Regions from separate parts of the Rattus norvegicus genome. Here region 2 is linked to region 1. Evidence: chromatin contacts called from public Hi-C data. All regions are on one chromosome and are shown on one strand. The core of a region is the stretch at or near the end of the contact, and the rest is flanking DNA. Distances in the headings are between cores, read along the strand shown. Region 1 has its middle 25 kb from the start of Mturn. Region 2 overlaps Znrf2 (zinc and ring finger 2).

Region 1 (6,230 bases), core at 1,068-3,567:
TAAGGCTCTCTGGTCAAAGACCGGCTCCAGAAGGGCCATGTAGACAGATTTCTATCATGAGAGAACTCCCATTTCTATGACTTGATCACGGGCTCGGCTCCTTTACGTGCAGGGACAGATCTCAGCATTACTCATCTCTCGCCGCCACCGCTAATCTCTGAAATCATCTGGCGAGAGGAGGGTTCTGGCCTAGACAGGTCCCTGACAGTCTGTGTGGCACTACACACACACACACACACACACACACACACACACACACACACACCATTCTTTTGATTTCTCATGGGTAAGAGTAAGCCCAGTGACCTTGTTTCTGATTTCCCTTGGGGGAGGAGCATCAGCAGAACACCTGTACAGCCCTCTGTAGAGGAGGGAGTGCTACAAGGTCCCATAAAGCAACAATGGTGACCTGCATGGTCATGCTTTTCTCAGGATCCCTTTCCCAAGTGAAGATCCACAGCTGTATATTAGCTCAAATGCTTGGAGGTTTCCTCCTGCCTTGCCACACACCCCTTCTCCTTATAGTAGATTGCAGGATTCAAACTACAGCCAAGAGGGAAGGATAGTGTTCCTTGCTTAGGGATATAGTAACCACTCTGGTTTCCATAGTGAAGTCAGGCAGGTGGGGTGGGTACCACAATATCCCCCAGGGCGCGCTGCACACGCATGGGTGGATTCACAACACGGGAAAAACAACCCACACTCCAGTATTTGGAGACTCCCAGGGCTGGGTGTCTAGCCCAGTGTCCTGCTGAGTTAGTCAACCAAAAATTCCTCCGTTTGTCAGGCTCAGCCATCTGGCAGTTTGGAAGCAGGGTTGAAACGCTTCTAGAACCAGCTGACACTTTTCCTTTTGATACCATAAGTGGCACAAAGCCCCTCTGAATCTCTAACCCATCTTTCCCCTTTTTGGAATAGAAAACAGTGCCGCTTTAAAACCAAGAACCAAAAAAAAAACAAAACAAAACAAACAAACAAACAAAAAAAAAACCTGGGCAAGCTGTGATTTGCAGCCAAAAAAGAAATGTGAAAAGAACCTAACATTTTATTTTCTAGGGAAACAACCCCAAAGCGGATGTCGATGCCAAAGTGAAGTGGATCCTCTGGGATGCCTTTTAATTGGAAGCCTCTAGAGGTCAGCACAGTATAAACAAAGGGCTTCCTAATGCTGAGGCCATACATCCCTCGGGGAGCAACCAACCAGGGTGGGGCAAAAGGCAGTTGGCACTGAGGGCACAAGACATGAAACTGTGATTCTTCAGAGCAGCCTGCTAATCTCTGACTCCAGTTATTTTCTGCCCTGTCTTTTCTGGTCTATCCTTGCAGCTCCCACACCCAGGTAAGTATCGAACCGTCCAGTGAATGACAGAGGGACAGCTGGAGCAGCAGCTGGGTTATACGTTACACTGGGCAGACTCAGGTCAGGACTCTTTCTGCTGCCGGGTAGCACTCGAGATTTGCTATGATGGTGTCTACACGGAACTGCTGCTGTCAGTGGTCTTGGAGGAGAACCTATGTCAGGTCCTTAGAGCCGGCCGGAGAGACAGATGAGGAGGGGTCAGATGGGAATGGGTGACTGCAAACTGCTGCACACCAGGACTCCAAGCCTAAGGCGCAGAACTTTAGGCAGGGATGTGTCAGGTTCCACAGGACATGGCCCCAGTCCTAAAGGGGGGTCTGGAGTCCCCCCCAGAAGCTTCCACAGGAAGGGAAAGTATTAAAACATTTTTCCCCTTTTCTGTTGTCTGTTTAACCTACACCACAGTCAAATGTCACTGAATATGGATGGCCCTTTGGTAGGGACTGGAATGCACCCAGGACACAAACATGGAGAAAAGCTGTTGATGGAAATGTCAAACTATTCCCCAGATTCTCCCCCCAATATAACGTTTTAACACTTTAGCTTAGCAATCTGATTTGATTCATTAAATTTCAAAATGGTGGGGTTTTGGTCCCAATGAGTATAGGCTACATGGTATAGTTCCAGAATAGCCTAGTGAATTTCCAGTCCTTTTTCTCATGAATTAAACAGTGCTAAGTGAGTAAACTCTAGCTGTATCTGCCTATTACATACTAAACCATTTTTGTTTCTGTTAAGAGAGAGGGAGAGAGAGAGAGAGAGAGAGAGAGAGAGAGAGAGAGAGAGAGAGCGAGCACAGCCTGGCCTTGGACACTTGATCTGTGACAGCTGTTACAGCCTAGGTTCCTTTTAACTTTGTTCCTTTTCTCACTAGTTTTTGGATAGGTAGGTATGTCCGTCTGTCTGTCTGTCTGTCTACTGTTTTTTTCAAGATGAGGAAACAGAGGGCGCTTTTCATCAGCCTCTCAGGGCCTGAGCACGGAATGGAATGTTGACAGTGTTTCACCTCTGCCTTGCCCTTGACCAGATTAGCCTGCTGCTGGACACCAGAAAAATGAATAAAGTTTCCAATATCCAGACCCTGGCACAGACAAGCAAGCAGCTGTAAGGAAGGGCATTGAAGCTGGTGCTTAGACCCGGTCAAGGCTGAGAAAAGAGCCTGCTTGCCTTCCTCTCGATCTTCCTCATAGTCCTTCCCCAGGACATGCCAGTGCTTTAATGTGCCTTTGCTCTTGATGATGGACTTTAACTCTAAATCCCCTGAAAATCTGGGCAGCAGAGATCTAACCCCTCAGTCAGACAAAGTACAGAAGCAGGAAAAAAAAACCTCTGTCCTTGGTCAGGTTCAGTGGAATTTAGCACTCACCTGTCTGACCTCACGGAGTGACCAGCCTCACCCAGGTGTAGTCCAGCAGGTCTTCTAGCACCTTGCTTCCACAGTGACAGGAGCACACATTTGTCATTTTAAGCCTCATTCATAGGCAGTGGTTAGGACACCATTTCAAACCACCTTCTTGTCACCTGCATGCATGGCGGCATGAGAGGTTCAGTGCTGCTGATACCCAGAAAGACTGTTGAGCTCAAATCTGCTTTTCTTTCCTCTGGGGCCAAGGACTTCCTGTTTAATGGCTATGGAGAATGTGCTAAACCCCCAGCAATGTTAGTCTGGCTCCTGAGATGGTGCACAGAGAGCCATGGAGACAGGAATATTCTTAGTACCATAAAGAGGGCTGGGTTTCTTGAGGAGATTGTATCACAAAGTTGCAAAGAAAGATTTCTTCTCTAGTTTTGACTCTGAATTCCCACAGAAATTTGGTCTTTTAGATCTTAGTTTCCTCTACTCAGAAAGGTTAAAGGGACACTTAACTGGGACTGTAACAGATCCTAAAATCAGAAACGTGCTAGGCATGGTAGATATGCCTATAAATCTCCACTGCTTAGGGGGCTGAGGCAGGAGGATCGCAACTCAAGGCCACACTGGGCTCTACAATGAGTAATGAGTTCAGAACCAACTTGGACAACTTAGTGAAACCCTAAGTCAAAGATTGGTGTGTGTGTGTGTGTGTGTGTGTGTGTGTGTGTGTGTGTGTGTGCGCGCGCGCATATGTACATACACACACATGCACACCAGTATGTATGTAGCTCTGTGGGTATCAGTTGCCTAGCACACAGGAGGCCCTAAGCCCGGTACCTAGTACTGAATAGTTCTTAAAAAAGAAAAAACAGTCACAGAGAATCAACTTTAGCACAGGCCACCCATAAGAGTGAATTGAGTGCTTGCTGAAATCAGAACTGGAACCCTAGTGACTGGAAATGACAGGACATTCAGTGACCCTCCCCCTGGCTCTGCAACAACACTGGGACACAGTACTCACCTGATCAGGTACGTCCCTGGGAAAGTTAGCCTTGGGTCTAGCTTTCACACCAGAATCACCCTTTCTCCATCCCCTTTGCACCCACCTTGCCAGACGGAGACTTCAGACAATGGGCCTCATGGCTGGGGTTTCTCCATCAAACATTCAGGGAGAAATAGGCTGGCATGTAAGCTGAGTATATAACAGACGGTTTCTTGTCATTACTCCCTAAAGGATACAATATGTCAGCTGTATTATAGTATTTGTATGGTAGAAGGCATTATAAGTAGAGATGTTCTCAGACACATGGGAACAAGCTCACAGCTTCTATGCTAATAGGCACCTGAAGGTTTGCTATTTCCCAGGCATTCTGAACCACCCACCGCAAGTCCCAAGGGACAACTGTAATTCAAGGTCCATTGTTTTAGTGCAGACCAATACTTTCCAAAACATGTCTTTCCTATCTCTAAGTGCCCTTAGTTTTCACATTGTACTTGCACAAAGAAAAATTCCTATATGAAAATGACCTTTTTGTTCATTAGGATTTTTCCCTCCTGAGACATAGTTTCTCTTTGTAACCCTGACTACCCCAGAACTCACTTTGTAGACCAGGCTGACCTGAAACTCACAGAGATCTACCTGCCTCTGCCTCCCAGCCAGAGCGCTGGGATTAAAGGCAGTGTCACCATGCCAGGTGACTGAATAGCTGAGAAAAAGACAGAGGACATGGCACCAAGCCGGGCCCAGTTCCAGCTTCACTGCTCTCTGGAGCACTGGACAGGGTACGGGTACAGGGGGCTGCTCCTCCACAGGGGAGCGCAAGCATGCTCAGGACAGAGCTACACCCTCGAAGACTCACGTCCAGTTGCAGGCACAGACGAGAATGATTCCTCCACAGAGTGGGAGGAATCCCGTTCTGTCACATCATGAAATAGAAGACGGTGCCTGGGTACCAACTAGTGAGGGAACCGTTGTCTAAAGCTGAGCCTGAAAATGGGGAATAGCCATAGAGCAGTGTGCCTCAGTTTATCCTCCCTCAGCCCCAGAGGAAGCCAGCTCTAGCGGCAGCTGTGGAGAATGGCAGGAAGCGGACAAGCTGAGATATTCAGGCAGCAGGAGGCTTGCCTCAGACAGTAATGATGTGCACAGCCCTGGCCCCAGTGGTAGCCTAGAGTCTGATAGATCTAGTGTGTGATTAGTAGCCAGGGCTGTCTGCCTGTCGCAGCTATACAGCCAGAAATGTAAGTGCATCCCCCAGCAGGGTGAGCATTACTTAAGAGATCATGAAAACATGAAGACACATGCTCTGCCTGGACAGATCTCAGGATTGTGGTTGCTTACTGCGCTCTGAATACACTTAGGACACTCCCAGCTGAGCATCAGACACCCTTGCAGGCATGATTTGGGAAATCTTTTCAGTGAGAAAATTCACTCAGTCCACAGAGGCCCTGGTATTCAAAGAAGGGAAGCTATTCAAGTGAAGATAGCTCCAGTGGATGTCAGGCACCTGCCAATCCTGTCTCAACACCAGCACAAACTTGAGGAAAGATGAGTTCAAAAGTGCCCCCCCACCATGCATACAACTGGACATCTCCAAGATTTTAGACACAGAAAAGCTGCTTCTAGCTCTGCCTCCCCCATCCCTTCCTAGACACGCGCCCCTGGGAGTCTTCCTCCTTAACTTCCCCCCTTTTTCTTCTAACTATATGTCTAGCAGTATTTTTGGTTAATATGATGTTTCTCCCCTTTCATACTTGATATAATATTAAAGTCAATTTTATTTACTATTCGCATGTGGATGAGTGCAGGGACACATGTGTGAAGATCAGAGGGCAGCTTTCAGGAGTCTGTTTTCCTTCTACTTCCTTAACCAAAACCTCTCTTGTTTCTGCTACGCTGCATAATGCAGGCTAGCTGGCCCCCACGCTTCTGGGCGATTCTTCTGTGTCTTAGTTAGGCTTTCTCTTGCTGTGAAGAGACACCATGACCAAGGAAACTCTTTAAAAAACATTTAATTGGGGCTGGCTTATAGTTCAGAGTTTCAATCCATTATCACCATGGCGAGAATCAATGTGATGGGGCAGATAGGTGCTGGAGAAGAAGGAGCTGAAAGTTCTACATCTCAATCCTGGGCAGCAGGAAGAGACAGTGTTCCACTGACTCTGGATAGAGGTTTCTGAGACCTCAAACCTCTTCCCCTAGTGACTCTCTTCCTCCAACAAAGCCACACCTGAGAGAGGTGGGGGTGGGGGGAGAAGCTAAACCCCAAAGCCACAGGCATGATGAGCAGAGTAAAAATCAATAAAATTGATACTAAACTAAGAGTAAATAGAAACAATGGAACAAAAAGGTACTTCTTTGGAAAAGCAAATCGGATACAAAGTTCATAGGTTAAACTAACCAAAAGAAAGGAATGGCCCAAATGAGTAAAATTAGGGACTGAACCGGGAATTTACAACCAATTCCAGTGAAATGAGAGAATATATTTCCTAATAAGGAAATATTTGTTAAACTTC
Region 2 (6,035 bases), core at 1,431-3,930, 190 kb after region 1:
TGCTAACAGGAAGGGTTCGGGGTGGTGAGAAATAGGATGAAGAACTGTCAGAGGCAGACTGGGAGTTGGATAACAAGTGGACTGTAAAAAAAAGATTAAAGATAATTTTAAAAAAAATTAAAAGTTTAGTGAAGAGGAAATAGAAAAACATTCTAGGTTGTCTCTGCAATACATGTGAAATTCAAAATCTAAGGAAGTAGAGAAAAAAATGAGGATTTTTTTTTTTTTTTACCTTTTCATAAGAACTTTCTTTTTGTTTAAGCTAGATCCTCCAAAATAAGCTTAAGGTGTGCTCAGAGATGGCTCAGCAGCTAAGAAACTGGCTTCAGTTTCCAGCAGTCACATGGTAGCTCTCAGCCTCCCGTAATCCTGGTTATAGAGGCTCTAACACCTCCCTCTTCTGACATCCAGGAGCTCATATACATATATGGTCCACCTACTCAGAGTTAAGAAATAAACTTAGAAGATTGATAAAATTGTTACAAATTGTAGCATATTTACATTTGAGGTAGAAATAGTAGAAATGGCTCTGAGCTTTGACAACATTTTATGTTTGAAATAGAACAGCAGTTCTTCAGTCAGATGCTGCAGCAGATAACGTGTGTAGTTGGCAGTTGGAGACAGGATGATATAGTAACATGGAAATACTCTGTCCATGTGATACTTTGTCCAGCATAAGTGCTACTGTGTAACGGCTGCAGGTGAGAACAGGCCATTCAGGACTGCAGTGTGGAAGGGCACTCATCCCCACGGCCCTGCCCAGAGCTCCATCAGGCTCTGTGGTTCTAAAGAGCTCTGTCACAGTTCTAAGTTCTAGGTGATTGGCTTTAGTCTTCATGGCCTATCAGTCTGGATTCTTCCTTCACTATATGTGATATTAAACTCATCAATAATCCAAAACTACAGTATTTATTAGAAATCAACATGTTTTTGTTCTGGTAACAAAATATGTTATGGTTTTCCTTTATCTGATATTAACCATCAAACCTTGTTACTTTTAGTTTATGATTTGGTGGAAAAGTTTTTATTAAAAAGCATGCATAGTGCCAGGCATAGTGCTGTCTACCTGTAATGCTAGTATTTAGGAGACTGAAGCAGAAAGAACTCTTAATTTGTGATCAGCATAGAATATAACAATACCTGCTTTACTTCAGAAACCCTGACCCCACACCAGACAGAAAGACAGACAGACACACGCACACGCACGCACGCACGCACACACACACACACACACTGAGATACCTCAATAATAGTAGCCTTTTGGAAATCTGTAAGAAGAAGACCAAAGGAGGTGGGGGCGTTGAGATAGTTCAGTGGGCAAACGTACTTGCCCCAAGCCTGAGTTTGATCCTCAGGATCTTCATTCAAGTAGATGGACAGAACTTGTTCCTGTAGGCTGTGGTCACCACATGGTCACCAAAGCACACACAAGCTCCCCCTACAATAAGTAAGTAAATTATAATAAAATATTTTTGAAAGTAAAAAATTGTTAGCAATCAATTCAGAAAAGAGGATCAGTATAGTTGGTGGTGGGCATCTGTAATTGCTATTACATGTTACAAGCTGGTCCTTCTACTCTCAAGTCTGTTCTGCAGAACAAGTCTAGAGAAAGCTGCTACTGCCCATTATTGGAGGGGAAAGGAATAAGGCAGCTAAACCCGAATGTGAGCCAGCACCGAGAAAGCCTCACTATGACTTTACAAAGCCAATTCAAACTATAATTAATGACAGAATTAATTTATATTTTTTGTTTGACCTTTCAGAGGCTGACTATAGATAACTGAGAATTTCTATAGTAAAATAATAGATAAATTGTGATATACTCTTTGTCATTATTTATTTTGAAACAGGATTTCACACAAGCTTTCTAGGCTAGCCTTAAAGCTGTCATCCTCCTATCTCAGCAGCCAAACAGCTGGGATTATTTGGCATCAAGATCATGTGCTATTATTATATAATTATATAATGAAATACAAATTTAAAAGCATTTATGAAGAAGGCAAATGAGGTATAATATTTATGGTAGCACTAATTTAAATTTTTAAATATAGGGTAACACTATATATTCAGAAATACTGAATACTGAATTCCTGGTGGAGCAGCTAGGAGAAAGGATGTGTCACAGTCTAAACAACCAGTGAAGTAGTTTACAGTAGAAACTTTGTGGATTGATATCAGTTTACATGAGAATGGTTCTGAAGTTACTTAACTGCACAGATTACATGGCCATAAAGTAAGAACCCATTGAAAACCACATGAGTTGTAACCACAGCTGTAGCATTTTGTTTTAAGATGTAGGTGGGAGATATTTCACAGTTCAGTGGTACACACCAGACTGAAAACACATTGTAATCACATTGGGGTATGATATTTAGATTAAATATTGTGGTGGTATCAGAAGTTGCTAAAGCATTTGGAAGTATTGACATACTTCCTTTACCTTTTATTTCTGGTGCTGTCACCTGTAGAGCCACCCTGTTGGTGTATAGGAATGGTGTCTCCTCAGTTACCACTGCAGGGTTAGCTCACTGGACTTTATGAGCAGAAATTCACATGTGCCCCCAGTGAGAACACTGAGCAGTTTGAATCCTGTTTTAGTGACTTACAAGCTGCTGGTTACTTGTTCTTGGAAGACATTGATTGTCTGTTTGCACAGCTCTGTGACTTTGAACTTTGCACAGTGAGAGGAATGTGTTACATCTCTGCTGACAGTGGAGCAGCCATTGCACACATCACTATTGTGAACACTCGAAATGGGGCTGAGAAACGGAATTCTGTTGTTAATTAATGACTCTAGACGACTTCTGCTTTGGGCAGTGCAGGTCTATATTAGGGATAATTATGGGCTATGAAGGTAGCTCAGTAAAGTGCTTAACTTGCAAGGATGTGGTCTTTGGGTTTAATCCTTGGAACCCACAAAAAAAGAGCGAGTGTGGTGACCAGCACTTATAACCTCAGTGCTTGGGGTGGGAGGGGGCGGATCCCTGGGACTCACGGCTCTGCTGGCCTCACTACCTCACTTAGTGAATTCCAGGCTAGTGAGAGGCCCTGTTGAATAAATGCCCTCCAAGGTTGTGCTTAGCTTCCACATGTATGCACACATGTATATACATGTATGCACAACATACACAAATCCAAAGAAAGAGGAATCTTATACATGATTTCCAGTAAGCTCGTGAGCGCTCTATAAATGGTATCTTCTTCTGTGTATCTATGGATTTCAGAGCAGGGTAGAATAAAAGGTTCAGTAATTATATAGAAATGTGGACTTTTTAAAAATGATACGCAATATTGTCAAGAACAAAAAATTTAAATCCATTTTTATTATACTGGTAGACAACCTGAGCAGACCTGTATGTAACTGTTTTGAAAAGGAAATATTTTTCCAGCTCTGACTTGATTTTTAAATACTGATGAAATGATAGTTCTCTAAGGGAATCGTTTTTCCTTTTTAAAGTTGAAAGTACTTCATTGCATAATTGTGAGGATTTCCCCCTTAATAATGTAGAATAACTGAAGTGTAATTAACATCTTTCTTTTAAGTGTAATCAGTAAAAATACCAATTTTTTCTCACCTCCAATGACAGTAAAGTCAAGTAGTAGGTATTTTTATTCTAACTGTTAGGATGTAAGTATACATGGGATTTACACTTTGCTAATTTTGTTCTTTTCTAGCTGCATAGATGAATGGTTTGAAGTAAATAGATCTTGTCCAGAGCACCCTTCGGATTAAGCACACCAGATTCCTGTGTTATGGGTAATTGTCCCTTTTTTGTTTTAATTGATTTGTAAAATGTTATTTTGGATTACTGTTTTCATCTTCAATTTTTTTGAACTTTTTTATTGCGTATGTGTGTGGGGGCATGTACATGTGTTTTCTAGATATTTTGTAAGACTACTATATAATAACTCATATTTAAAGATACACTATGGAGTCTTAAGAGTCTTGCCCAGTGTTAGAATGCACACTTAACTATCCCAGTCCTGGGCTTAATTCCTAATACCCAGAACTACTCCCAAAAGAACAGCAGAAAAGAAAGGCCAGTGGTTATTCTGGCTTCTTGAGTGTGGTTAGGCATTGAGTGACTAGCACACTCTTGGTTCTTGACACCACATTCGTTTGTTTAATTCAGGTTTAATGCTGGAGGGAAGCAGACAGACAGTGAGGTATATATCATGACCACATTGTCTTGGAAGAATTCTTGAAGGGTCAGAGTAGTTAAGTCCCATGATTTTACAAAGCATCCAATTAATGGCATATGCACAACTTTTTGTATGTCATTTACATCTGAGTCATGTGCTTTAAGGAAAGAGGAGCAAGGGTATGTCATGAAAGACCTGAGTTCAGATCTGAACCCATGTACAAAGCACTGGGCCAGTGTACACACTGAAGTCCTAATGCTGAGGTAGGCGGATCCCTGGAGCTTACTGACCAGCTAATCTAGCCTAGTTGGCAACCTCCAGATTTAGTAAGAGACTAACAAAAATAAGGTAGAGAGTGATTAAGGAAGACCCAAGTTGTCAACTTCTGGCTCCCACACATGAGCACATGCACACATACATTCTCACACATGAAAGAGAAGAAGAAAAGCAAGGCACTCTTCAAGTCCCAGCTTGCAAAGAGAATTCACTCTACATGCATGAGCACCGTTCCAGTTGTTTTCTGGTCATTGAGTACTGTGGGCTGGTATTGCAAATTGTCTTCTGCCTGTAACTCGCCTGGTGTTAAAGTGACCCTGCGAGCACTACGGCCCCGTCACACAATGAGCATGTTAGAGTGCATGGGAAGTTGACTGGTGGTGGGCACGGAGTCTATTGGTGCTAATTTGAGCCTAGGTGTTCTGACGCTGACGATAGTTTAGCAATTTTGAGATGATTAGGTAGCAGCTCCTTCCAAAGCTGTATCATCGTAGGCAGTCTCCTTCCCATCCTTAATACACTGCAAGATGTTTGTATCACTAACAAGCCAAAATACTACTTTGTAATACAGTTTTGTTCTGCTGACATAGTTTATTAGTGCTTAATAAATTAAAGATAAACCCATGACTATCTCTTTTTTCATATCCCATAAGGTAATTTAAAGAAGGTATCAGGGCAGTGGAGCCCTGCGCTGCAGCCAGAAGCAGAGGGCCACACTGTGACTGCAACTGGAGGGCAGCAGTGTTGTTCTGAGGTCCTGTCGCTGCCTTCCTCACACTTCCTCAATTTGATCATTTCTTGCTCTTTAGGCTAGGAAGGTGCTACTGGCTGGTTTTATGTCAATTTGACACAGCTGGGGTCAACAGACGGGAACTTTAATTGAAAAAATGCCTTCAGAAGGTCAAGCTGTATATACTAAGCCTATAGGGCATTTTCTTAGTTAGTGATTGATCTAAGAGGGTCCAGCTCACTGTGATGAGGCCATCCTTATTCTGGTGCTCCTGGTTTCATAAGAAAGCAGGCTGAGCAAGCCAGTAAGTCGTACTCCTCTATGGTCTCTGCATCAGTTCCTGCCCTGACTTCTTTTGATGATGAACAGTGATATGGAAGTACAAGTCAAATAAATAAACTATTTTTTCCCCAAATTGCTTTTGGTCATGGTATTTTATCACAGCAGTGATAACCCTAAGAGAGTGGGTTTAAGTGATGTCACCAAGACTGAAAGCCTGGACCCGAATGGTAGGAGAGAACCAGTTCTCCTCTCTTGTTCTCTGACTTCCACACACGTGCCCTGCCTCCACAAACAATACATAAATAATGTAACTAGCAGCTCTTGCTCTTTAGCCTAGAAGTCTAGGCACTGAAGTGATGTATTCGAGAAACTTGGTTTCAGCACCAATGAGGATAATTTTAAGGTTAACAGATTGAGAAGTGAGGACCCCAGCAGTGTCCATGTGAAAGCAAAGGCACTGGGAGCCTGGAGCATGAAAAGACCAACGCCTGGGAACCTAGTAGGATCCTAAGTAAAGATGGGATAGTAAGATTTCTCTAGCTCAGAGCAGTGGGATATGGTGAAGTTGTCCTGGGGCACGTGTTCATCTGTGGTTTTACTTCAC

The links. Hi-C and Micro-C count contacts between places; a contact is called where the count stands out from the background.
Region 2: a contact with region 1 is called in a Hi-C map of liver, with 6 times the contacts expected there. The contact joins two enhancer-like sites. A contact is called at or near these places in 2 of 12 Hi-C or Micro-C datasets (both in liver).

The regions. Positions count from the first base shown.
Region 1 is chr4:85,159,329-85,165,558 of GRCr8, forward strand. No RefSeq gene overlaps it. Among named protein-coding and RNA genes, the nearest start is that of Mturn, 25 kb to the left of the region's middle. Within about 2 kb of position 2,318, at least 6 of the 93 cell types and tissues checked have an H3K27ac peak or open chromatin away from gene starts, as enhancers often do. A contact at or near this core is called in liver, where this site is marked.
Region 2 is chr4:85,345,716-85,351,750 of GRCr8, forward strand. It overlaps Znrf2 (zinc and ring finger 2), which reads left to right. Exons shown (of 5, transcript NM_001108628.2): 4 at 3,676-3,757. The coding sequence ends at 3,733. Among named protein-coding and RNA genes, the nearest start is that of Znrf2, 68 kb to the left of the region's middle. Within about 2 kb of position 2,681, at least 1 of the 93 cell types and tissues checked has an H3K27ac peak or open chromatin away from gene starts, as enhancers often do. A contact at or near this core is called in liver, where this site is marked.